Regions from separate parts of the Macaca mulatta genome. Here region 1 is linked to region 2. The links are chromatin contacts, called in public Hi-C maps. All regions are on one chromosome and are shown on one strand. The core of a region is the stretch at or near the end of the contact, and the rest is flanking DNA. Distances in the headings are between cores, read along the strand shown.

Region 1 (7,553 bases), core at 1,595-4,094, 120 kb after region 2:
CCAGTATTTTCCCCATTGCACCTATAAAATGACCTATTTAAGACCTATGAAATGTCTTATAAGCTATTATGGCATATATCATCTATCTAAAAATATTTTCCAAATAGCCAAATATATGTTATAAGCTAAGTGACTGACCAGGTGCAGTGGCTCAATCCCAGCATTTTGGGAGGCTGAGTTGGGTGGACAGCTTGAGCCCATAAGTTCTACACCAGCCTGGGCAAAATGGCAAAACCCCATCTCTACCAAAAATACAAAAATGAGCCAGCATGGTGGTGTGTGCCTGTAGTCCCAGCTACTCAGGAGGCTGAGGCAGGAGGATCACTTGAGCCCAGGAGCTCGAGGCTGCAGTGAGCCATGATCAAGCCACTGCTCTCTTGCCTGGGTGACAGATCAAGAGACCCTGTCTCAAAGAAAAAAAGTATAAGCTAAGTCATAAAACCTAGCATCACAAACATGGGTGCCAACATTAGGTGTTTCCTGGTGAGATGCAGTAAGATAGCATCACCTATGTGGTATTCTGGCCAAAAGTTTGATACGCTCTAATCATGAGGGAATAATCAGGAAAATCTACAACATGGAACAATTTGTAAGACAACCTGACTGGTCTTTTGAAAAGTATCAGTCATAAAGAAAAGGGGTTGAGAGGGCTGATTTGGGGTAAGAAAATAAAGCCAGGCACGATGGTTCATGCATGTAATCCCAGCACTTTGGGAGGCCGAGGTAGGCAGATCACATGCGGTCAGGAGTTCCAGACGAGCCTGGCCAACATGGTGAAACCCCATCTTAATAAAAACACAAAAATTAGCTGGGCGGAGTGGCGGGTGCCTGTAATCCCAGCTATTTGGGAGGCTGAGGCAGAAGAATCGCTTGAACCCGGGAGGCAGAGGTTGCAGTGAGCTGAGATTGTGCCACCGCCCTCCAGCCTTTGCAACAAAGATCCATCTCAAAAAAAACAACAAAAAAAACAAACACACAAAGGAAAGAAAATAAGCCTGGGCAATAAGGCAAGACCTAGTCTCTACCAAAAAGTAAAAAATTAGCCAGTGTGGTAGCAAGTGCTTGTAGTCCTAGGTACTCAGGAGGCTGAGACAGGAGGATTGCCTGAGCTCAGGAGTTCAAGGCTGCAGTGAGCTATGATCATGACAGAGCAAGACCCAGTCTCTGGGCGGGGGGTGGGGGTGGGGGGTGGGGGCGCAGGGGTTGGGGGAAGAGGAACTAAAGAGTCATGACAAAGAGCTGTAAGATCCAAATTAAGTTGTCATTTTAATAATTCAGAGTGCCTACACTCAGATCTTAGGTCACTGTTTCTTTCAAATAAGTATCACCTAGAAAGTAAGAGTTAAACTATCTCCAAGGTCTCTGGCAGCTGTGACATTGTAGTTCTTTCAGTACACTCATAATATGCAATAAATTGTGAACAAACAGGTACCAGCTATGAGCCCAATTAAGAAGGGAAAATGTAACTAAAATAAAAAGTAATGGCTGGGCGCGGTGGCTCACGTCTGTAATTACCAGCACTTTGGGAGGCCGAGGCTGGTGGATCACCAAGTCAAGAGTTCGAGACCAGCCTGGCCACCATGGTGAAACCCCGTCTCTAATAAAAATACAAAAAAAATTAGCTGGGCATGGTGGCGGGCGCCTGTAATCCCAGCTACTCAGGAGGTCTGAGGCAGAAAAATCTCTTGAACCTGAGAGGCGGAGGTTGCAGTGGGCCAAGATCGCGCCACTGCAATCCAGCCTGTGCGACAGAGCAAGACTTTGTCTCAAAAAAAAACCCCCTCATTAATTAGAGAAACTCAGCAAGGTACAAATAATTAAAAGGTTCTTTAACGCTGAGCCCTTACAGTTTTTTTTTTTTTTTTTTTTTTTTGAGACAGCCTTGCTCTCTCACTCAGGCTGGAGCGCAACGGCGCGATCTCGGCTCACTGCAACCTCCACCTGCCGGGTTCAAGCAATTCTCCTGCCTCAGCCTCCTGAGTAGCTGGGACTACAGGCGCGCGCCACCATGCCCAGTTAATTTTTTGTATTTTCATTAGAAACGGAGTTTCACCATGCTGGCCAGGCTGATCTCGAACCCCTGACCTCAGGTGATCCGCCCGCCTTGGCCTCCCAAAGTACTGGGATTACAGGCGTGAGCTACCGCGCTCGGACCTGAAATTCCATTTTAAGTCTAGACTTCTATGAAACTAGATCGCCGAGATGTAACAGAAATAAAATTCGTCATTTAGCTTTTAGATCGGATTACATTTTTTGCTTTGATTATTCTAAAGCCTCTAGTAAGGCATAAAGGGAAAACTCTAAGTAGCGCATGCTGGGAAATGAACAGATCAGGTAAGGGCTGTTAGACCTGGTATGTCTAGAGACGATTTTCATTTAAAGGAGGATCATCCACCGGGCAGCTCAAGGTCACAGCGTAAATATCTTATAGTCTAATTCAGTGTCCCAAAACAAGACCCCCGACTCCCCAGATCCAGGTTGGGGGTGGCTCAGGGCCTAAAGTTCCTACCCTCGCCCAGGTGACACCATCCCCAGGAAGGTCTGCACCGGACCTGGCGAAGCGCTGTCCCGCTTCGCACCCCCCACTGCCCCAAGTACATGCGCCGGCCTCCTCGGGAGACCCCGCCAATTTTCTGGAGCGTAGCCTGCCACCCCCCGCCCGGGAATCCCGGATTCTCACGGCAGAGAACAGGCACCATACTTAAGCACAGGCTCTCGCATCCGACATCAGTGCAAGGCTGGGGGGCGTTGGGGGACGGCTGAGCCTCGGGAGGGCGGGTCAGGGTCAGGACAGGAGCCGCGGCCGCCAGATGGGAAAGAACACGTGGGAGCAGTGATGTCAAGTGACACTTAAACCCTTAGACGCCGATTCGTTATAACGAGAGGAAATCTAGAAGAAAATGCACGTACCATCAGCGAATTCTAAAATCTGCTAAGGATTGATCTCTGTGATTGTCTGCTTAGACAATGCTTTCTATTCCCGACTTCCTCTCCAATAACGACCCGAATCTGTCGAAATTATTTGGAAGCCTAATTTACCTAATCCCACGTCCCTAACGGTCTTCGGAAGCGAAGCAGTGTAAACAGCCCCCGATAAACACAAGTAGTATTACAAGTCGGGAGCTCTTCAAGTTTCAGATGAGACTGTAGCGCGATCTTGTGCGGCAATGTGCTACCTTTAAATAAATAAATGAATGAATGAATGAATGAATAAATAAATAAATAAGCCTCCGTTATGTCCGGAGTTTGTTTCCGCCCGGAGAGGGATGGAAGAGCACCAGCGAGCGCTTAGCTTTCTGGTTGGATGTTTTGGGTGAGTTTGTTGGCGCGCATGCGTGTTGTGTCTCAAGGGCGGGTTTGAAGGGAAGTGGGTGTTGACCTGCGGGCAACTGAAGTTATTGTCAGATTATACCCGTGACTGCGCGGGTCTCTGGCGTCCTGGAGACACGTAGGGATGAATTTATGTTTCCGACGATTGCATCTGGAGGGGTGTGTAAGACTCTGTGGCTGAAGAAAGCTATTACGCTTCTTATGTGGGTCATTATTTTAAAAATAGCATTTCAGTTTTATCTGCTTGACTGCCTCTTAACAAATTTTAAGCCCTCCTCTACATCTGTTTGGTTTTGCCCTACCAGCTCTGGGATTGGGGAGTGCACTGTTAATGGTTATTGTTGCTCCTGTGGCCATTCTCTTGGCATCCCCACTTTCACATTTTGGCGTGGTGTATTAATAGACTAAGTGGGATTAATGGGTAAATAGGACTTTATAGTCATCTCTAATCCTGGATTCAATACCAAAATTTAGATTTTCAGCTTTGTGGATGTTCTATTTCGACATTTTAAGAACAGTTCATTGCAAAGAGGTGAAAATTTTGTTCTGAAGTCTTAAGGACACAGAGAAAGTTTTTCCGTCCATAAGTGTGGGACTTGTTTTGTGACCAACAATATGAAAGGCTCTGAGGTCAGCTTGGAGAAGAAAAAAAGGATTAAGATGCCAGCGAAGAGACTTCGTGAGGTAGTTTCTCAAAATCATGGAGATCATTTGGTTTTGCTGAAAGATGAGTTGCCCTGTGTTCCTCCGGCATTGTCTGCAAATAAACGTCTTCCTGTTGGAACGGGGACTAGCTTGAATGGAACATCATGTGGTACGTGATTCCATGTAATTTTTCAAACAGTTTTAGCTTAGTAAATCTTTAGTCCTTATTTGTTTAAATTCCCAGACGTAAGATATAAGTCTAGTTTGTACAGATGTTTGAAAACTGACCCTGTTTCCCGGGAAAATGGCCAGGAAGCCTATAAAATGTTTGAATAGATCTAATGAATGAAACTTTAACGTCTCCTGTTGTGCTTTTTTTTTTTTTTTTTGGCATTGACTTTTGCATATTGTTTTTGTTTATATCTATGGTGGATACACTTAACTTGTATAATGTGCTTTATTTTCCCCCCTAGTGTTTTTTATAGTTTTCCCCCGAAGTAGTACTTTTTACCTAATGCACTACTTTCTGTTAATAGTGGGAAAAGCAGGACTTCTGCCAGTTGATGGCTTCTGTATTCCAGTTCACTTAATCTGTCTAAACCTCAGTGAAAATAAGGATAACATATGCTTTACCCACTTCGCTGCTAATTGTGAGGATCAAATTAATGAATATGTGAGCAAAAACAGCAAAATGCTTTTATAATGCTGCTTGTTAGGGGATACAGCGGTGACACTCAAATAGTCCTGCTGTTAAATTAGACCTTTACATCGTATACATATTTCTACCCATAGATTGTCCACATCCAATAGTGTATGGTTATCTTTTAAAATATTTCATGCTTATCTCACTTTATTGTCAGTACCGAACCTTATTTTCCCAAATATCAACTGTAAAAGCCTTCATTCAGATATGTTTAAATACATTTTCTTAACTTTCTTTGCACGCAAATTGTCCTTCCAACGTCTGCATTATATGGAGTTTATAGGTCTTGAATCATGCCTATACAGTTTCTAAAGCTAAGGACCTGATTTTAAAATCACTAAAATCTATTCCTTTGTTTTGTTAGGTTCATCAGACTTAACTTCTGCTAGAAATTGTCACCAGCCTCTAAAAGAAAATCCCATGGTGTCAGAAAGTGTAAGCAAAAGGATTCTTAATTATGCTCACATTAAAATTTTCAGTGTTGTCAAATAATGTATTCTTAAATTATGTTTGATTAGCAACATGCCTTGTTTTTATTTAAATATCACTTACCAGACCAATGTTTTATATACTACAATTGTGACTTTGAATGGTGTTTGAGACATTAAACAAAAGGCCTTCCCTAGAATCAAAAATACCGATTATTAAAATAATGGCCGCTGAAAGAGATATGATAACTGAAAAGAAGCTCTCTTACTATTCAGGGAAAAGGTGTTCTTGCCCAGAGACTTAACATATTTTTAGGTAAAAGAAAAGGAACAACTAACAGTACAATTTTCTTTAACATGAGGTGTGCTTGCATGTCATTCTAACACTTGTAAGGTGTTTTGGTTTTTTTAGAAGAGAGGTTCTTTAAGAATAACATGAAATTATCATCTTAACTTTACAATGCCGAACGTATTTGATAAATATAATGTTTTGGTTATGAGATCTAATTAGACTTTGATAGCTAATCATAGTGTTGACCTATGTATTGTCAGTTTAATAAGTCTGTATAATGAGAGTTTCACAATATACTATTTTGAAAATTGAAGCAGGTAAACTAATAATTCAATTAAAGCTATATGACAATTTTGTCAAAAGCTCACAATTTATACATTTTGTATAATTTTGTGCTGTACTTGGTCCCTATGTAAATGCCTAGACTTTGGAGTGGTTTTTTGTTATTGTTGTTTTGTCTTTTTTTTTTTTTTCTTTTAAGCAGGCCTTATTTAATGATATCTAAACTTTTCAAATGTATGGATACACTGTTATTGTATAATTGAGGATAAATCTGTGATCTTCATGATATTGTGCCATCCTTATCTACTCCATTTGACTCACAGTGAGTCAGATTTTTACGTTTCACTGAAGCAACTGAGATGTTAAATGACTTGCTCTGCTAGAATTGGTATACTGGTTTGAGTCTGAATCTCAGTGCTACATTTGCTTGCTGCTTCATTTACTCATTCATTTGCTTGTCTGATAGTGTGTTACCCATTCAACAAATCTTTGAGTAGCTTTAAGGTATATCAGCATTGCGTGGTGATGGAAATGAAGCATATGAAATACACAGTCCTGCCCTCCCAGAACACAGTAGTCACATAGCTAGTAAATGGTTCTTGATAAATAATAAATCCGAAGTTTATTTATCCTATTTCTTCCTTTCATATCCCAAAGGATTTTTCTAAAGACGTTGCAGTGCAAGTGTTGCCTTTGGATAAAATAGAAGAGAACAACAAACAAAAAGGTAAAAGAATAATATTGATTTTTTTATTGTTATAAAATATACTTAACATAAAGTTTACCACTTTAGCTATTTTAAAATGTACAGTTCTGTGACGGTAAGTACATTCACATTGTTGTACAATCATCATCACCTTTCATATCCAGAGCTTTGTCATCTCTCCCGATTCTACCCATTAAACACTAACTGCTCATTTTTCGTCCCCTCAGCCCTGGGCATCCTACTTTTTGTCTCTATGAATTTGACTACCCTAAGTGCCTTATATAAGTAGAATCATATAGTATTTGACCTTTTGTGACTGGCTTATTTCACTTAGCATAATGTTTTCAAGGTTCATCCATGTTGTAGCATGTGTCAGAATTTTCTTCTTAAGGGTAGAATTTATTTTTAAGCATTTATTACATAGTCTTACAGTTTTTATTATTTTCATTTTTAATTAGTTTTTCTTCCCAAATTAAGCCATTCCTAGAATCTGTAAAATCCAGAATAAGGTTTGCAATGGTGAAGGTTATCTTGTTATTACCAATCTATTGCATAGGTTTAGTATTATATATGTTTATAAATTTTTTTTTTTTGAGACAGAGTCTCCCTCTGTTGTCCAGGCTGGAGTGCAGTGGCGTGATCTCGGCTCACTGCAACCTCCGGCTCCCAGATTCAAGCAATTCTTCTGCCTTAGCCTCCTGAGTAGCTGGGATTACAGGTGCACGCCACCACACCCAGCTAGTTTTTGTATTTTTTTTTTTTTTTGTAGAGATAGGGTTTCACCATCTTGACCAGGCTGGTCTCAAACTCCTGACGTCAAGTGATTTGCCTATCTCAGCCTCCTAAAGTGCTGGAAATACAGGGCCACCGTGTCTGACCCCATATGAATTTTAAAATAGTTTTTTCTAATTCTTTGAAAAATGATGTTGGTAATTCGATTGAATTGAATCTGTAGATGTCTTTGGGCAGTATGCTCATTTTAATGATACTGATTTTTCTAATTCATGAGCATGGAATGTTTTCCACTTGTTTGTGTCATCTGTGATTTTTTTTCATCAGTGTTTTGTAGTTCTCCTTGTAGAGATCTTTCACCTTCTGGATTAAATGTATTCCTAGGAATTTTATGTTTTGTGTGCCACTATTGTAAATGGCATTGAGTTCTTGATT
Region 2 (7,046 bases), core at 4,475-6,974:
ATGTGCATACAGATTTAGAAGAAATATCTATAACAGAGCACCTATTAGGTGGGGGAACATAACAGTGATTAAATAAAACAGTTGCTGCTTTCTGGAAACAGAGTTTCAAATTTGGGAAGAGTCAAACAAATGCAAAGTAAGTGTGGTGAGGCACAAGTACAGAGGGTCCTATCGGCTACAAAAGCACTGAGAGAAAGAATACACACAAAAAGGGGAAACTTTAGAGAAGACTACAGGGAAACAGAAAGTAGTTAAACTCAACTAACTAGACCATGGAAATAATTTGTTAGTATTCCTAAACATCACTTCTGTGTAACAAAATGTTTCACTGTACAAATGCTCACCTAAAGTGAAAAAAAAATTAAAGTAAAAAAAAAAAATCACTCCTAGGGTCCAAGAAAAATTCTCATATATTTTATGATATGTGTAACTTAAGGACTGTGATTATTATTATTTTTTGAGACCGAGTTTTGCTCTTGTTGCCCAGGCTGGAGTACAATACCATGATCTCAGCTAACCGCAACCTCCATCTCCCAGGTTCAAGGGATTCTCCTGCCTCAGCCTCCCAATTAGCTGGGATTACAGGCATGCACCACCACGTCCGGCTAACTTTGTATTTTTAGTAGAGACGGGGTTTCTCCATGTTGGTCAGGCTGGTCTTGAACTCTTGACCTCAGGTGATCTGCCTGCCTCGGCCTCCCAAAATGTTGGGATTACAGGCATGAGCCACCACGTCCAGCCAATTATTTCTACTTGAACAAAGAGAGATCCAAGATAAAATGTTCAGAAATAAAGCTAAAGAAAAACCAGAAATTTTGAGGAGAGGGAGGGGAGGCAGGAACAAAAAGGACAATAAATGTAAGTGCAGTAAGAAGAAAAGCTTTCTGATGGACTATACAAGCATCCCTAGCCTTAAATACATAACCCCTTCATATAAATATACATGTAATACATACATACATACAAACACACACATATATACACACATACATATTTGAGACGAAGTCTCACCGTCGCCCAGGCTGGAGTTCAGTGGCACAATCATGGTTCACTGGAGCCTTGATTTCTTGGACTCAGGTGATCATCCCACCTCAGCCTCTCGGTTAACGGTGAACACAGGTGCATGCCACCATGCTGGCTGGTTTCTTGCACTGTCTGTAGAGATGAGGTTTCACCATGTTGTCCCAAACTCCTGGGCTCAAGCCATCTGCCCACCTCAGTCTCCCAAAGTGCTGGGATTACAGGCTTCAGCCACCACACCAGGCCTTCAGCCTTGTATTTCCACCTCTGGGAGTTTATTCCAAAAATAATCATGGATGTGAAAGAAGATTTAGATGCCCAGAAATTTCAGCATCTAAAATTCAGCATTTACGTTCAGGCAAAAATAACTGCGGTTTCGGACTGTGAATTTTAAATCATTATAAATAGGCTCAAACACATCTTTATTAATCAAAATAGAAATCATTATAACCAACACACTTTTAAGTTTGTTTATTCCTGTAGTGTAGAATTCCATGCTTTAGGATTTGACGAACTCTTGGAAACCATTTTCTGCATCCTGCTAGTGTGGAAGTGTTTTCCCTGCAAAAAGGTGTGGCAATGCTTGAAGAAGTGGTAGTTGGAGAGAGGTCAGGTGAATATGGTGGATGAGGCAAAATGTCACAGTCCGATTTGTTCAACTTTTGAAGCACTGGTTGTGCAACACGCGGAAGGGCATTGTGAAGAATTGGGCCTCTTTCTGTTGACCAATGCTGACTGCAAGCATTGCAGTTTTTGGTGCATCTCATCGATTTGCTGAGCATACTTCTCAGATGTAATGGTTTCCCCGGGATTCAGAATGCTATAGTGGATCAGACCAGCAGCAGACCACAGAACAGTGACCATGACCTTTTTTTGGTGCAAGACTGGCTTTGGAGCATCTTCTCAGTCCATCCACTGAGCTGGCCATCACCGGTTGTCATATAAAATCCACTTTTTCTCGCACATCAACATCCGACCAAGAAATGGTTTGTTGTTGTGTAATATAAGGGAAAACGACACTTCAAAACAATGATTTTTTTTTTCAGTCAGTTCATGAGGCACCCACTTATCCAGCTTTTTCACTTTTCAATTTACTTTAAATGCCGAAGGACTGTAGAATGGTCCACATTGAGTTATTTATGGCAACATCTCAAGTAGTTGTAAGAGGATCAGCTTCGCTGATTGCTCTCAACTGGTAGTTATTAACTTCTGGCGACCAGTCACTATGCTCCTAATTTTCAAGACTCTCCTCCCCTTTGCAAACTTTCTTGAACCGGCCGGGCACAGTGGCTCAAGCCTGTAATCCCAGCACTTTGGAAGGCCAAGGCAGGTGGATCACGAGGTCAGGGGTTCGAGACCGGCCTGGCCAAGATGGTGAAACCCCGTCTCTACTAAAAACACAAAAATTAGCTGGGCATGGTGGTGCGGACTTGTAATCCCAGCGACTAGGGAGGCTGAGGCAGGAGAACGGCTTGAACCCAGAGGTGGAGGTTGCAGCGAGCCAAGATCATGCCACTGCACTCCAGCCTGAAAGAGCAAGACTCTATCTCAAAACAAACCAACCAACCTTGAACCACCACTGCACTGTACGTTAACAGTTCCTGAGCCATATGCATTGCTGATACGGTGTTTCTTGTTGTTTTACAACCCATTTTTAACTCAAATAAGAAAACTGCTCCAATTTTTTTTTTGTCTAACATCATTTTCATAATCTAAAATAAACATGAAGGCTGGGCACGTGGCTCACACCTGTAATCCCAGCACTCTAGGAGGCTGAGGCGGGCAGACCATGAGGTCAAGAGATCGACACTATCGTGGCTAACCTGGTGAAGCCCCTTCTCTACTAAAAATACAAAAAATCAGCCGGTGTGGTGGCACGTGCCTGCAGTCTCAACTACTCAGGAGGCTGAGGCAGGAGAATCGCTTGAACCCGGGAGGAGGAGGTTGCAGTGAGCCGAGACTGCGCCACTGACTCCAGCCTGGTGAAAGAGCGCAACTGTCCCTAAAATAAAATAAAATAAAATAAAATGAACAGCAAGTAGTAAGTCATTACCAAAAAAACAAAGTAAGAAATGCCCATTAAAATGATATATAACATAACCACATTTATTTAACAATGTAGTCCAACATCAAATGGCAAACTCCAATAATGCAAAAACCACGATTACTTTTGCAATGACTTTCTAAGACAATATTTTGCAAAACATGTACAAGGATATTCGTTGACATATTTCTGCCATTATATACAGGTAAACAGGTTACATAAATTACGGTATATTTATCCCACAACACACTACGAAGACATAAAAGATGCTTTACGATAAAATATTTCCAATGTTCCCAATGTTTTCGATAAAGAAAAATAATGGTAAGAACATGAACAAAACTAGAATATTTTGTAAAACAACACAAAAAAGACAAATCCTTTTGTATAATATTTAACTATAGTAAAAACTGTAACTACCTTTTGGTGGAGGGAAGAGATTTTTGTATTCTTCTTTGGGCTTTTTAGTAATTTCCAAATGTCCATCCATTATTTGGATTCCATAATAACAGTTTAGACTTTGATAGTGGAATTATAGATTCTTACCCTCTAAAAAGTTCAGTAATACATTGTTTTATAAGCTCTTTTAAAAAACTTCACTCCTACGAGATTGCGCCACTGCACTCCAGCCTGGATGACAGAGAGACTCTGTCTCAAAAACAAAACAAAACAAAACCAAAAAACCTGCTTCACTCCTAAACACTCCTATTTACAAGATCTTTTCTATATAAGAAATTTTTAAATAGGCGGGGGCGGGGAGGAATCTCAAAAATACGCATAATGTTTTATGATAAAAACATTAGGTACTTCAAAGTCCAGAAATAAGAACCACGAAAATGGGTAAACAAGTCCATAAGGATGTCCTAATTTTCCGATTTCATTCTAAAATATTACACCAGGAAGCTAATTACAGACTCATTTGAATCTGACCTAACAAAACATCTTTCAACTACCCTTTTTTCCATTCTAGTATTCCTTTACTAATCCACATAAAGTTTTTCCAGGTGGTCTCCCGCAATTCTAAGGATTTTTAGACATTATGACTCACCTCAGTAATCACCGAGATGTTCTGTTTTTTTTCAGCACGACTGCCAAAAAACCCAGTCACTGTTAAGTCACACAATCATTTTCTAGTCTTGGGCCCCACCAATACAGCAGCAGGGTTTAAAACAGAGGTACTGAGGGTAACTATTGGGATCTATCCAGTATGACTAGGTCACTCACTAGAAATGCCAACATGCCTTTCACTTTTTTATGAATACTTTTGAGCAAAATCACTGTTACGAATAAAAAACTGATTCTGCTTAGTTTTCTTACTGAGAAATCTTAGTCCACGTGGATTACGGACGCTATGTCACATTTAAAAAATTACTCCATTCTATAAAACAACTAGCCAATTTATACTCCAATTCCACTATTTAAAAATATGTTTCGTTTAACAGAATACAAAATGTTAACAGAACAAGACCAACGTCTATCTTATCGGGGACGTCCTTTTAAGATGTTTTCAGTCCCTGCACAACCAATCTTTCCTTTCAAAAAGCAGCATAAGCCTCGCGCAGAGTGACACAGACGCTTGTCTAAGGTCACAGAAGCACCGTCTGTGCTGGCAAGTAAATTCCTCAGCATCCAAAAAGCCAGCGCTTTCTCCAGTTTCCTCATAGCTTTTTCGCGTGAGGAGCACGCGGAAACCTCTACCCATGCAGAATGTTTCCAAGAATCACTTCTGACCTGTCTTAACTAAGGAGACTCCCATAGTTTGTGCCAATCAGGTGGAGAATATGGCAAGTATCCAAAATGCACTTCCAAAGACAGGAAAGACTGCTCAGACAGAGGCAGAATTCAGAAAATCTCTCACATTCTCGAAAGCCCGAAAAAGCACCGCCAAGAAAGACTTTTGCCTCTCCTCCACCTCTTTCTCTCGGCGGGAGAGGAAGCCTCGCCCCCATTCATCCCGCCCCTTCTCCCCACCCCGCCGCAAGGAGAACTTTTACCATGGCTTCCTGCGGCCCCTTCACTTCCGGTGCCGGTGCCGCTAGGGCTGCGCCATCCCCCCCAGTCAATCGGACAACCATAGCCTCCAACTGACCTTTCTGACAGCTCTGAGACTCCTCCGGCCAAGACTAGGTGCTGTCCTGGAGGAAACGGTGGAGGACGGACGCACAAAAACCAATCTACCTGATGAAAACTCCGTTCCCTTCTTGCCAGAAACATAAAATGCGATGGAGCTACGGCGACCGCTGCCGAGACAAAATGGCGCCGAGAACCTGGTTTAGCGCAGGCGCCTTGGAAAGACCCTGCCCCGCCCCCGTGCAAGCCCCTGGCTGCAATTCTGGGTTCCGTTTCCATGGGACACTCCGCCGCCAATCCTCGTGCCGAACTGCTCTTCCTGACCCCTCAATTCACCAATCAGTGCCCAGTCAAGCACATCCGGAGTCGTCTCTACCAATCATTTCTCAAGACTTGCTTACTCAATAACCAACTCTCCAATAACGTTGGTCTTCGGAAAAAGCCAATCATAAGTGGAAGATGTCCTACCTGCTGTTTTTCGCACCAATCCATGAAGTTTCAGAGCTACATCCAATGAGGACGGCAGGTAGCGAGGTCCTATCCGAAGCTCTTCGGCGTCATGAACAGCCAATAGGAGTTCGTGTAGAAGCGAGTCTGCTCAACAGCTTGTTATTCGGTGGATTGTGGCAGTAAATCGGGGCGAGTGGGGAACCGGGCGCAGGAACTGCAGCCGCGGTTGGGAGTGGTGCTGCCCGGACGGGGGCCCACGGAGGTCAGAGGGGAGGAGGACTCTGGAGCTGACAGTGCGCACTTCACCCGCAGTTGGTAGGCGGGGAGAGGGGAATCGGGGGATACTGAATGGATGAAGCGGCAGTGGCAGCAGCTGCTGCTGCCCGGGGTCCCGGTGCAGTTGGAAGCTTCGGAGGTGGGGAGAGGGATGCTAGGCAAGTGGCGCGGCGAGCGCAAGAGAAGGGGCCAGCCATGGAGCAGCGGCAGCAACTGCAGGAACCGCCGCCGCAGCTGCAGCCGCCTCGTCCGCTTCCCCGGGTTCCCGGGAAAATGGCTGTGGGGCTGGCCGCGCCGCTAAGTTTGCTTCCGCGCCGTGAGGAGCGGGCTGCTTGGGGGAGCCGTTCCCCAACTCCGCGGCGCGTCCACCTCTGCGGAGTCCGTGGCAGGACTCGAGGGGCTGCGAGCTGATACGTCTCTGGGCTGTACAAAAAGTTGAGGCGGGCGCTGGGAGGAGGCAGCGGCTGCTGCGGTGCGGCTCCCCTCCCCTCCCACACCCTGTCCGGGCCACCTCCCCTCCTCCTCCCCTCAGTCCCCCGCCCCCTCCCCCGCGCGGGTCTCCCGGGGCTCTGGCGGCTCCCGGCTGAAGGCCGCGGCCCCTGCCCCTTTGGGTGAAGGAGCGCTTCTCCTTCCTGATATGGTGCAGAGCAAAGGAAGGAGAGCAATGGCGCCGTGACACTCCGCTGCCGCCACCGCGGGCCCGGGGCGGGCCGAGGGGGCCGAGCAGCGGAGGCGGGGCGCGGGCCGAAGTCGGGGTATCCAGGGGACAGCGGTGCGGAGGCTCGGCGGTCGCCTCCGCGGGGGACCTGGGGAAGCCCGAACGGCGCCCTGCCCTTTTCCGGAGCTATCTGTCCTGGGGCTCCGAGTTCAGCATTCCGGGTCAAAGTGGCCAGCGAGGCGGGGGCGCGGTGGGCCTCTGGCAAGCTCCGGGGCGGAACGGGCTGCCCTTTGGCGCGCGTGGGGTTCTCGTTGCCCCCTCCGCTCCTGCATCCTGGCTGCCCTCAGAAGGGGTCTTGTTCCTTGGCTGGTGAGGATTCTGCCCCTCCCCGCTGGCGTTTGTTTACTTTCTTTCCCTTGGTCGCTCCCCGCAGTTGACTGATTCTGTCTGTGCCTCTTTCCCCCTCCCCGTAGTTCTAGCGACTGCGACGATAGCTCGCTGAGCTGGAACCCCACAGATCACCAACAA

The links. A called contact is a pair of places that touch in the nucleus more often than the background predicts.
Region 1: a contact with region 2 is called in a Hi-C map of fetal cortex germinal zone, with 1.9 times the contacts expected there. The contact joins the promoter of TIMM9 here to the promoter of ARID4A in region 2. A contact is called at or near these places in 2 of 14 Hi-C or Micro-C datasets (fetal cortex germinal zone and liver).

The regions. Positions count from the first base shown.
Region 1 is chr7:131,536,361-131,543,913 of T2T-MMU8v2.0, forward strand. TIMM9 (translocase of inner mitochondrial membrane 9) reads right to left here and starts at 2,845. Exons shown (of 5, transcript XM_028851575.2): 1 at 2,702-2,845. It overlaps KIAA0586, which reads left to right and starts at 3,374. Exons shown (of 30, transcript XR_001446278.3): 1 at 3,374-4,144; 2 at 5,043-5,113; 3 at 6,338-6,407.
Region 2 is chr7:131,418,452-131,425,497 of T2T-MMU8v2.0, forward strand. It overlaps ARID4A (AT-rich interaction domain 4A), which reads left to right and starts at 5,725. Exons shown (of 24, transcript XM_015143784.3): 1 at 5,725-5,899; 2 at 6,992-7,046. It overlaps LOC144330261 (a long non-coding RNA gene), which reads right to left and starts at 5,325. Exons shown (of 4, transcript XR_013396282.1): 1 at 5,154-5,325; 2 at 2,903-3,022.